Linked DNA regions of Zea mays: region 1 is linked to region 2. Evidence: chromatin contacts called from public Hi-C data. All regions are on one chromosome and are shown on one strand. Each heading gives the region's core, a stretch centred on a gene start, on an enhancer-like site or on the middle of the called end of the contact. The rest is flanking DNA. Distances are from core to core; before and after follow the strand shown.

Region 1 (4,941 bases), core at 2,251-4,750, 140 kb after region 2:
TGCTGCTAGTGAGGTAACTAACTACAGGGTTGAATTTAATTTAAAATCATTACCTGCACTTTGCACTGAACCAGAGGTTTTCCTCCACCGTTAAGTTTCCATGAACAATGTCATCTTGTGGCACAAATCCAATGACCTTTTTGTAGGAACGGATATTAAGATTCTTTCCATTAACAAGAACAGAACCTGTCATCTTGTAGCCGTTCACCTTCCCAGTGACGGCATTGAGAAATGTGGTCTTGCCAGCCCCTGATGGGCCCATGACAGCAGTTACACGCCCCGGCCGGAGTTCACCATTGATAGACCTCAGCAGCTTCTTCTTCCCTAGCATCAGTGTCAGGTCTCTGAACTCAACCTTGAGCAAAGGCCTAGTTATCTCCTTCTGCTGGTCCTTCACCATGGCGATCACCCCAGTAAAAGTTAGATTCTTGTTGTCCTGTCGCTGCTGGAATTTCTCCTTCTCAATCTCGCCATACGCATACTTGAACACTTGTGTGTGGGTTGATCTATGTTTTCCTTTCGGCGCAGGATTTTCATTTGTAGCAACAACTTCCCCATCACTGACATCTACAATGACTGATGGCATCGCCTCTGTTATCTCATTTGCGCTCTCAGAAGCAAACACAGCAGAATCCGACATTTCCTGCATCTGGACCTGACCCATCAGCGGCGCTTCCTGCACCCTATGGCTAGACTTGTCTGCGTCTACCTGCTGACGAAACGACCTCCTCCGCGAAAACGTGCGTGAAAGATGACCCTGCATGCCACTCACATGCCTCCTGGCAAACTGTTTCGCCGCTTTCCATCCCTCCTGCGCCTTTAGCTGCTGGCGAGCTAGCCGGATGGCATTCTCCCTTGACCTTGCTTTCCTCCGTTCACGGATGCTGAGGAATTTGTCTGAGCAGTTGTATATGACAAGAAGCAGCAGGCACAACGCACCCTAGAATGGCAAAAGGTTTGAATCATACGCAAACACAAGAACCGGGTGCAGTGCAGTTGATTACTACTGCATTGTTTAAGTAACAAATAATCAGCCATTAAGTTACTGAAATTACAAAACCATGCGAGAGGAATTACCACTATGCAAGCTCCAAGAATGGCGATGTGCTCGTTCTCTGCGTTTTCTTCGCAGGAGGCCTTTATTATGCACTCTGCAAATTAAATCCCAAAATCAGCTCGCTGAACAGAAGTTCGTATGACTGTGTGATCAAAGCCGTGCGCTTACTCTCCTCAGCTGTGGAACCCAATCTGCAATAGTGCCTGCAGAAGAACAAGGACCAAATCAGACCACTTGTTCGCTTAGTTAGTTGTTCGATCATAAGATAGAGAAACTAGACCAGTACCCACTGCTACAGTTATCTTTTCTGGTCGTGCTTGGACAGTAGTAACCAGCTGGGCAGAAGATTTCTTCTGTGCTCTGGATATCAGCCCACATGTCAGCACCTCCACAGCTATCAGTCGAGTTTGGAGCTATCTGATACTTGTACCTGATCAAAGTTCCACGGTTCAGATACTGGATTTCTTTATCAAGAAACCTATTGCGACAGGAATAACGCAACCAGAAAGATCTTTACGGGTCGCAGAGCCCAGTTGTGTGATTCGCCGTGGCGCGTGGACAGTATGAGCCTAGTGGGCAAGCTGACGCCAAGAGGAATGGAACCAATCAATATTAAACAGACCAAAGGCGAAGGTGTTTAGGACTCGTGAGATCGAGGAATGGAACTCACGGAGCATGCAAGTGAGGCCGCGGGGGCAGAAGAAGCCCTCGCAGCATGCCTGGCAGCTGCTTGTTCTCAGCGGGATATCGTTGCTACCACGGTTGCTGGGGCGGTCTGGAACTGGATCGGTGGCGCAGGCCCATCCGGCATCGCATCCCTTGCCCCAAGAAGACATGTTGCAGTTTATGTTTGTCTTGAGGTTGATGTTCTTGTCCCCATCGCGGTCGTACAAGCTTGAGAAGTAGAACTTGACTTCATCGGGGCCGCAGAGACGCTGAGGCAGGTCGCCTGAATTTTGAACCAATATATTCGTTAGATGCAATATATTTGTTTTCCAAAAAAAATACTTATACACTAGAATTGAATATATATCAGCATCTAATTCGATTAATGTGATGAGTAAAATAAAAAAATTGATAAAGGCAGGTGATACAAGAATGTGTAAAAAAATGCCTATCTTCAAAACATTACAAACGTTACAAGGTGAGATCATCATACGGTTAGTAGAGCTTGTCAAACCCAACTGTGTCGAAGTAGTCGTATTCAGCCACTGTACTGTACACAATTTATTTGTGCAGTTGCAAATCAGAAATAAACGGTTGTTATAGGGTACGTAGGGGTCTCACATGTCACAGAAACAATAGTGTCGCTGATATGCTGCAACCAATCCATTTAATTGCATTATCCACTTGGCTGGCAGATATAAAGATGATTTCTTTGAAGTTAAAACATGCACAATTGGACAGCAGAAAATCCAGGGACTACAAGAACAGCACAACATGGCGCGAAAGAGAAAGTCTTGGGTTTTTGTACTCATGCAAAGTCTTGTGTAAAGTCTTGGGTTTTTGTACTCATGAGAAGTGGAGCGTTTGGACGACCTTGTCCACGTTCAGAAGTTAATAAAACCTAGGCAGGCACCTATCCCCAGCTAAATTCATACTTAATAGTAAAGTTTTGTTCGCTCTGCCCAATAATCTTTACCGACAAGATTCTCGGATTCAAATCACATGAAAGCATGCATTGCAAACAAACACTTGAAAGAAAACAAACAAACTATTAAATCAACGCGAAACGTACTCTACGCTACGCAGTAAAGAAAGGAGAAGAGAGGAAATCAAGCACAGGAAGCTCAAGTCCTGTAATGGGTCAAACAGCAAGCAGGAAGGGGCCGGGGACGAAGACGACGGGGCAGAATGAAGGACGGAGGCCCTTTTCAGTTTACTCTGTACCTTGGGTCTCGGTAAGGCAGCGATCCACGAAGCTGAGGTCCGATGTGTAGTTGAACGCCTCGTTCCAGTCCTCCTTCCTGTGCACGCCACCAATCACGAGCAGCTACACGGATCAGAGAGGAGCAGCTACACTTTGTACTGTCGGGCCGGCCAACAAGAAGCAGCGGGGAGAAGCTTACGGGTCGGCGACGCAGAAGCGGAACTTGTCGGAGATGGTGGTGGCGACGTGGTCGGTCAGGTTGTTGAGCCGCCTCTCCACGTCCGGCAGGTCCGCCGGAGGTACCGGGGGCGGCTGGATCTGCTGCTGGCCGCTGGCGGTGCCTGCGAGGAGGAGCATCAGCGGGAGGAGGACGACGCCGACGCCGCCCTGGCCCCGCCTCTGGAACTGCGGAGCCCTCGCATCCCGCATTCCGAGGCGGAGGAGGAGCGCCGAGACGGCAGCAAGCGTGGCTCGTGACGTGAGGAGGAAGGGCTGGGCGGGTGCGGGCGCGACGGCGTGGAAACGTATTGCGATGGCGAGCGGGGAAACGAGCTAGGACGACGTCTATAGTAGTATAGTACTGCTTGTGAAAGTGTAGTATATAGATTGAGTACTCCTGCTCCGTTGGTACACCTCTGTTTGTCCAGGCGTGCGTGGTGTTCAGCTCGACACATGCAATGCAGCCGGGGCTCAACGCGCACGCGGGCGGGACGAGAAGGAACCAGGAAGAAGAGAGAGAAATGATCGGGCGTAGAAAAAAAAAGAAGCCGTACATTCAATTTTTTTTAGGCGCGTGGACTGCCACTGCCTGCCACATGGGCCAACCTGACTGCTTTCCTCTTGCCTTGTTACTCCCTCACCTATTTTATTTGTACATTATCTGACTTTTATCTATATCTCGCCGCTATGTCTATCTAATATTTATAACAAACAAAAAGATTACTCATGACATATGATATATCTCTACTGGGCAACCGTTCATATGGGCGAGGTTGTGCCCCACCCTAGCCTCCACGACACGATGGCAGAGCCCGCCCTCATCATGCCCGCCTGAGACAATGCCCGGCTCATGATGCCCCCCACGCGATTTCGACGGTCATGGAGACCGCACCCAGCTGCAGCCCCCCACCCACCCCTTCCACCACTTGAGTCTACAACCAATGAGAAAAAGCGGCTGTCACACCTGGTTTTAAGGGATAAAGTCGGGTGCATCTTATATATGCGCCAAAGAAGACACCACATATAATAACAGAGTGTATATAGATAAATGTCATAATATCATCAGAGTACTTATTATATAGCGGAAGTTTTACAAAATAAATTATAAATATAAAACGAACTAAAGTCCATCTTTGACGCCATAAAGTCGACTGAGAGACGCCACCTAAATCAAGTCAAACTCCCCGTTGTGTGGCTCCTCTTGAACCACATGTTCTTCTCCTGTGAGGGGGGTGTGAGACAGCAAGGGTGAGCTCACACATGTTCATCACTGAACAGGAATAATGTGCATGAACACTTCAAATGCGGAAGTTCATGTGAAGTGTAAGGCTGATCAACAATAGGGGTTAAAGCTGAGCATTGCTTTTAATAAGTTGGTCAAATTTTATTAGCAGTTACTAAATGTAAGTAAATACCAAACCATAATAATAATAATAATAATAATAATAATAATAATAATAATAATAATAATAATAATAATAATAATAATAAAACAAAGTTAATAAATAATCACATGCAATGCAAATGACAAATTAAATTTAGTTCCATAAAATTAATCATGCGAGAGTCATGAGCTGCTCTTGACCGTGAGCTCGGCTAGTATATCAGTTTTACACTCTGCAGAGGTTGTACTCTGTACCCACAAGTCGTGTATCCCATGTCGTCAGGGTTAGCTAGACCCTTAGACACTACCGAGGTGAATGGCTAGGAATCCACTACAAGACCTTTACAAAGTTCCATTAGCTTCTGAAAACCCGCTACAGTTATGGGAAGAGCACTTGCAAGAATCCCTCGT
Region 2 (4,939 bases), core at 2,354-4,853:
AATGTCTTATATCTAGTAGTTCTGCAAGCATCATCACATCATGAGACTCATCGATGCATCCACTGATTCTAAAAAGAATGTACCTTTAGGGCTGTTAACTAGGAAGTTGATCAAATGTCGACCCCTTCTGTCTGTCCATCCATCTGACATGAGGGTGCAGCCATATTGACTCCATGCATCCTCATGCTTCTTCTCACCATCTATCTCTTTGACAGCCTTCACAAGCAATGGTTCTCATGGCTCATGGAAACTAGGGGGTTTGAACCCCGTACCATACTGTGCAATGGCCTCTACAGCTACCTCAAACTGTCTTGAGTTGGCAGCATTGAAGGGTATGCCACACTCAAAAAACTTGGCTATCTTCATACAAACAGCTTCTCCTTTTTCTTTAGGCTTCATTGCAGCACTGATGGTTCTTTGAGTTGCCCCCTTGGCATACCTTTCCGCTACAATCTCTTGGGGTGTACGTCAGAGCAAAGTTGTAGTGGGCTTCTTTGTTGCCCCAACGTTAATGGCTTGCTTGATAATTCTGTTCTCTAGATGATGACCCAATTATTTCTACAACATCATCATTTTCGTTCTCATTTGATTCAGCTTCATCAAAGTACTGTCCTTTTGGTCTAATCCCTTTTTCCTTCATCCAAAGCCTCCTTTAACTCTAGCAATTGCAGTTGTGGTATTGGGACAGTTGAGGATATCTTTGTATCCACTCACAAGATTTTTCTTCACTCTCAAGATTCCTCCTTTAATCTGCCTTGGGCAAAGGGCACATTGGATCAACTCTCGCTTGCCAGGCTCTACATAATAATAATACTTCCAGCCTGGATCATCAGATTTGGGCTTCCTTTTTGGAACTTTCAGTGGATCATATCCATCACTTTGTATTTGAGAACCAGCTGCAGATGCTTCCGTGCTAAAATCAGCCATTTCCCCTCTTATCCCTGCTTCTGCAAATAATGAAATGCATATGTTCAGAACACATCAAGCCAGCAACAAGATTGTGCTGTCCACTGTCCAATACACAGATTAACCATGTTAAGTTTAATCATGCCAGCAACAATGAAGATTGTGCTTTTACGGCCTATGCTGTCGAACACCTAGGCTGCAGAGAACTACGGGAGCAAGTTTCATCTGTGCTGAGAACTATGGGAGCAGAGAATTACGGACACCTGGATGAGAGGTCAAGTTGCCATAGCTTGCAGAGAACTACGGGAGCAGAAGACGACTCATACCAGAGGAGCATTGGGGGCACATACCAGACGAGCAGCATACGTCGGTTGGCCGTCGGCCCGGATCGGTGCAGGCGCGTGCTTCCTGAGCCGGTGGCGTGTGTGTCAGGGCGGAGCTTCCTGAGCCAGCGGCGCGTGCGTTGTGCAGACCTTGCCCTAGTGTGAGGTGGAGCTGAGCCGACGACGAGGCTGAGCACCAGGCGATGGCGGCCAGGCACCAGGCGTCAGGCGACGACTGTAGGCCTTGCGTACTGGACTCTGGACTCTGGAGGCGCTGCGACGGCTGGAAACTGAGCAGACTTTTGGGAGTGGCGAGAGACTGAGATGGGCCGTTGGGCTCAATTTCTAAGACCGGGCCGGGCCAAATGTCACAGGCTAGGGATAAAACGACGCGACGTTCCACTGCAAATAGCGTTTAAACGCTAAAACACTACGTTTAAACGTCATAAAACGATGTTTTACGACCAATTTTAAAACATTCCAACATTTAACAGCCCTAACAGCGTTTTGATGACGTTTAAACGTCGTTTTAATAACCATGCTTGGAAGGTGGTCCCTGCTGTGTGTTGAGTGTCCGCAGAAGCGTTGGCCTGTCTTTCTTTTTAATTGTTAATGGGATGATGTGTGGTTGCATGTTGCAGCCTGTCTTTTATATGTCTGTGGCTGCGATACTCTTGTCAAAGTTTAGGCGTTACTATAATAATTGTTTTGGGAGCATCTCTTGTTTTGTTTGGTGCTCTTGCTTAGAACGGGTTTATTGTTTTTTCCCAATCTCTTTATTGATTCTACTGATGTAATTCCAGACATCAATGGTAGCTCATTGGCACTACTGAACTTTGTTGACCTTGAACATTACAGGAAGACTACGCGGAAGGCGAGGACTTGGGCAGACTGGACTGTGGTCACGACTTCCACACCGCATGCATCAAACAATGGCTGGTTATAAAAAATGTGTGCCCAATCTGCAAGAAAACAGCACTGGACGCCTAAGACATGGCTGCATTTTCCCTCCCTAGGGAAAATCCGGTAGCCGGCACTAAGGGCAAGTGGTTGTCATCTAACCACACCATGCACCCAAAGACTAGCAACTGGTTACAAGCATGTTACACCTTCCCATTATCAACACACATGTGGGAATTTATACTATAGGTGGTACATGGCACTTACCTGAAGCCAATGGCTGTAGACCCCGGAGTTTCATCCTTGTTTTGTTTAAACCTAGATTTGGGATTTATAATTTATTGAATGACATTCGATTTACTTGGGCAATCAGCAATACCTGCTATCATCATTAATCGCTAATCATCTGTGTTTTTTTATTGCTTGATTTGGGGGTGAGGCTAGCAAGTTGTAGTCCCTTCACCTTGATTCTGTATTTTACCCCTTTGGTCTTGGGTTCCTTGGTAGTGTAACTCGTTTCGTAGCAGGAGGAAACCATTGTCTACTGTGCACTGTAAGCATAAGGTGCATCATTTTGTACCCAGAAATGTGCTCGTTTCTTGTTCCATAAATATAATAATAGTGGTCCTGATACACAGCTTTACGGAAGTACAAGTAGGACCCTTGTTTATTCATTCAAATCTGTCGGCACACCGCTGGTTGCGCTGGCAGGTGCTGCTGTCCTCGATCTCGCCGGAGATCTCCTCTACCCCTTGGACTCCGCCACGAGGAACGGGAATATGAAGCCGATGACATTCCATCCGGCAACAGACTTGTCTGCAGCCGCCTTTCAGCAAAGATCCCTGCTGGCATGGTAAAGGTGGTGGAGCTGGGCCCGAAGTTGGCGAAGAAGGTGAAATCGTTCATGACGAGATGGAGCCAACGTTGTACCGGGCGTCGTCCACCGCCAGGTGATGTCCAGCGCATGAACCAGCACACCTTCGTGCTCAGCAGGTGCAGGCCATGCCGGTTGGCGAACTGCTAGGACAAGAGCCCGTACTCCTCGCGGCAGCGCTTCCTCGCCTTTTGCTGCTCCTTGGCAACGTTGAGCACACGCGACATGTCGTACCGTGCCGTCTCGGGCATCTTCATGCGGCAGTGCTAGTTATAGATGGCCAATAAGTATGAGGCCCATGAGTTCGGCACGAAGCCCACTATTTAAGTCTGATTCGAGCCTGGCATGAATAAGTGGGCCAGACTCGGACATGAAACTAAGCACGGTGGGCTAGCTCGACATAACCTGTTTACCTTTAAATCCGTTTTTTTTTCACTAAAACGTACTTACTGGACCACTTAGCCGTTTTTCGGCCCGTTTTCTCCGTGCTAAACGGACCGGCTCGGCCCGATTAGCCTGCTGCGGGCTAGGCTCAGGCAGAAAATTGAACCCACGGGCTTAGACGGTCTGGCCCGGTTTTCTAACCGTGCTTGACGGACCGCGCCCAAAACAGGTCGAGCTTCACTGGGCCTGAACCGAACCGGGTGGACCGTTTGGGCGAGTAGCACCGGGACACGGTGCTGAACATGAATGGAGACGATGCCACCGGTGAGGTTGCCGAAGCCCTGTATGGCGAAATCGGCCGGGATGAAGGCGCCACGCGTCCACTACTCCACTTGTTGGCGTACTCGGACATGAACATGATGGTCGCGGACAGCAGGTAGTCGCCGCCGATGCCTAAACCGAGCAAGAAGCAGAAGCAGAGCATGGCCATGGCGCCCTTGGGTGTGGACCCGAACAAGAGGCCGGATGCGAGGCAGACCATGAGCATCAGCGTCACGCCGTACACCTTGTGGTCCATCTTGTCGCCGAGCTAGCCGAAGAAGAGCTGCCCGGCGAGCGTGCCGCAGAACGCGACGTCGTTGGTTGCGGCGGAGACGTTGGGCGGGAACGAACCGAGGGTCGAAGCAAGTAGATGCGGCCAAGGAGCTTGGTGACGAGGGAGATCGGAGAAGAGACATAGGCGTCGGTGAAGAAGCCCAGCGGCGGTACTGAGAAATCAGGGGCCCGGAGCAAGATACAAATTGAGGGTCCTTCTAGATTTCATGATTATATATATGCTGCAAATTTTAAAAAATGATTGTGAATTTAAACCAACAGTTGAGTCCCATATCATGTTATTAGAAAAGATCAATTATTTAGGAAATAAAAAATTAAAAATAGTATACAAAATAAGGATAGAGCTCCACAATAAGGTTTTATATTTGGGATCCGAGAGACAGAGTCCTATAATTATTTAATGTTTTTTTTGTAAAATAGAACCTATGTTGGAGCAATGTTTTGGTATCACAGTCCTATCTTGTAAAATATAACCATATTTAAGATCCTTCTTGGTGATGCTCTTTTGGTACACCAAAATTAAATAAATTAAAAATTATACCCATTAAGTGGCACTCACAAATAGTCAATAAAATCAAACTTTCACCAATTAGCAAATCATGATGCAATATACTGATTCGCCGTTTGGTCTTGTTTTCGTCGTCGGAATCGCACCACCAGACATCAAACTCATACTCTAAGGACGCATATGATATACCGCAGTGGGGCCCTTGGAACCGGGGGCCAGGGTGGCCGCCCTGCTCGCCCCCTCCAGGGCCGGCACTGAAGAAGCCCATGCCGGTGATCACTACCGTGTTGCGTCCAGCGCGTGGAGCACCTATGATCTTGTGCCATTTCCGCGACGATCAAGTTGGCTAGGCAATCACTCGTTCTTTCATCGGCTGCTCGATGTTAGCGGTAATTGCTGCTACTTAGGATATGTTTGGTCAAGTAAGGA

Evidence for each region. A called contact is a pair of places that touch in the nucleus more often than the background predicts.
Region 1: a Hi-C map of tassel shows a contact between it and region 2, with 6 times the contacts expected there. The contact joins the promoter of LOC100194100 here to the enhancer-like site in region 2. A contact is called at or near these places in 2 of 25 Hi-C or Micro-C datasets (ear and tassel).

Annotation. Positions count from the first base shown.
Region 1 is chr10:102,232,696-102,237,636 of Zm-B73-REFERENCE-NAM-5.0, forward strand. LOC100194100 (ABC transporter G family member 24) reads right to left here and starts at 3,501. Exons shown (of 13, transcript NM_001359393.1): 1 at 3,127-3,501; 2 at 2,948-3,024; 3 at 1,728-2,006; 4 at 1,575-1,638; 5 at 1,344-1,487; 6 at 1,226-1,260; 7 at 1,078-1,151; 8 at 54-940. The coding sequence starts at 3,356.
Region 2 is chr10:102,090,773-102,095,711 of Zm-B73-REFERENCE-NAM-5.0, forward strand. It overlaps LOC103641501 (probable E3 ubiquitin-protein ligase HIP1), which reads left to right. Exons shown (of 7, transcript XM_020545835.3): 7 at 2,088-2,548. The coding sequence ends at 2,219. It also overlaps the pseudogene LOC103642673. Among protein-coding and RNA genes, the nearest start is that of LOC103641501, 12 kb to the left of the region's middle. Within about 2 kb of position 3,604, at least 18 of the 20 cell types and tissues checked have an H3K27ac peak or open chromatin away from gene starts, as enhancers often do. A contact at or near this core is called in ear and tassel, where this site is marked.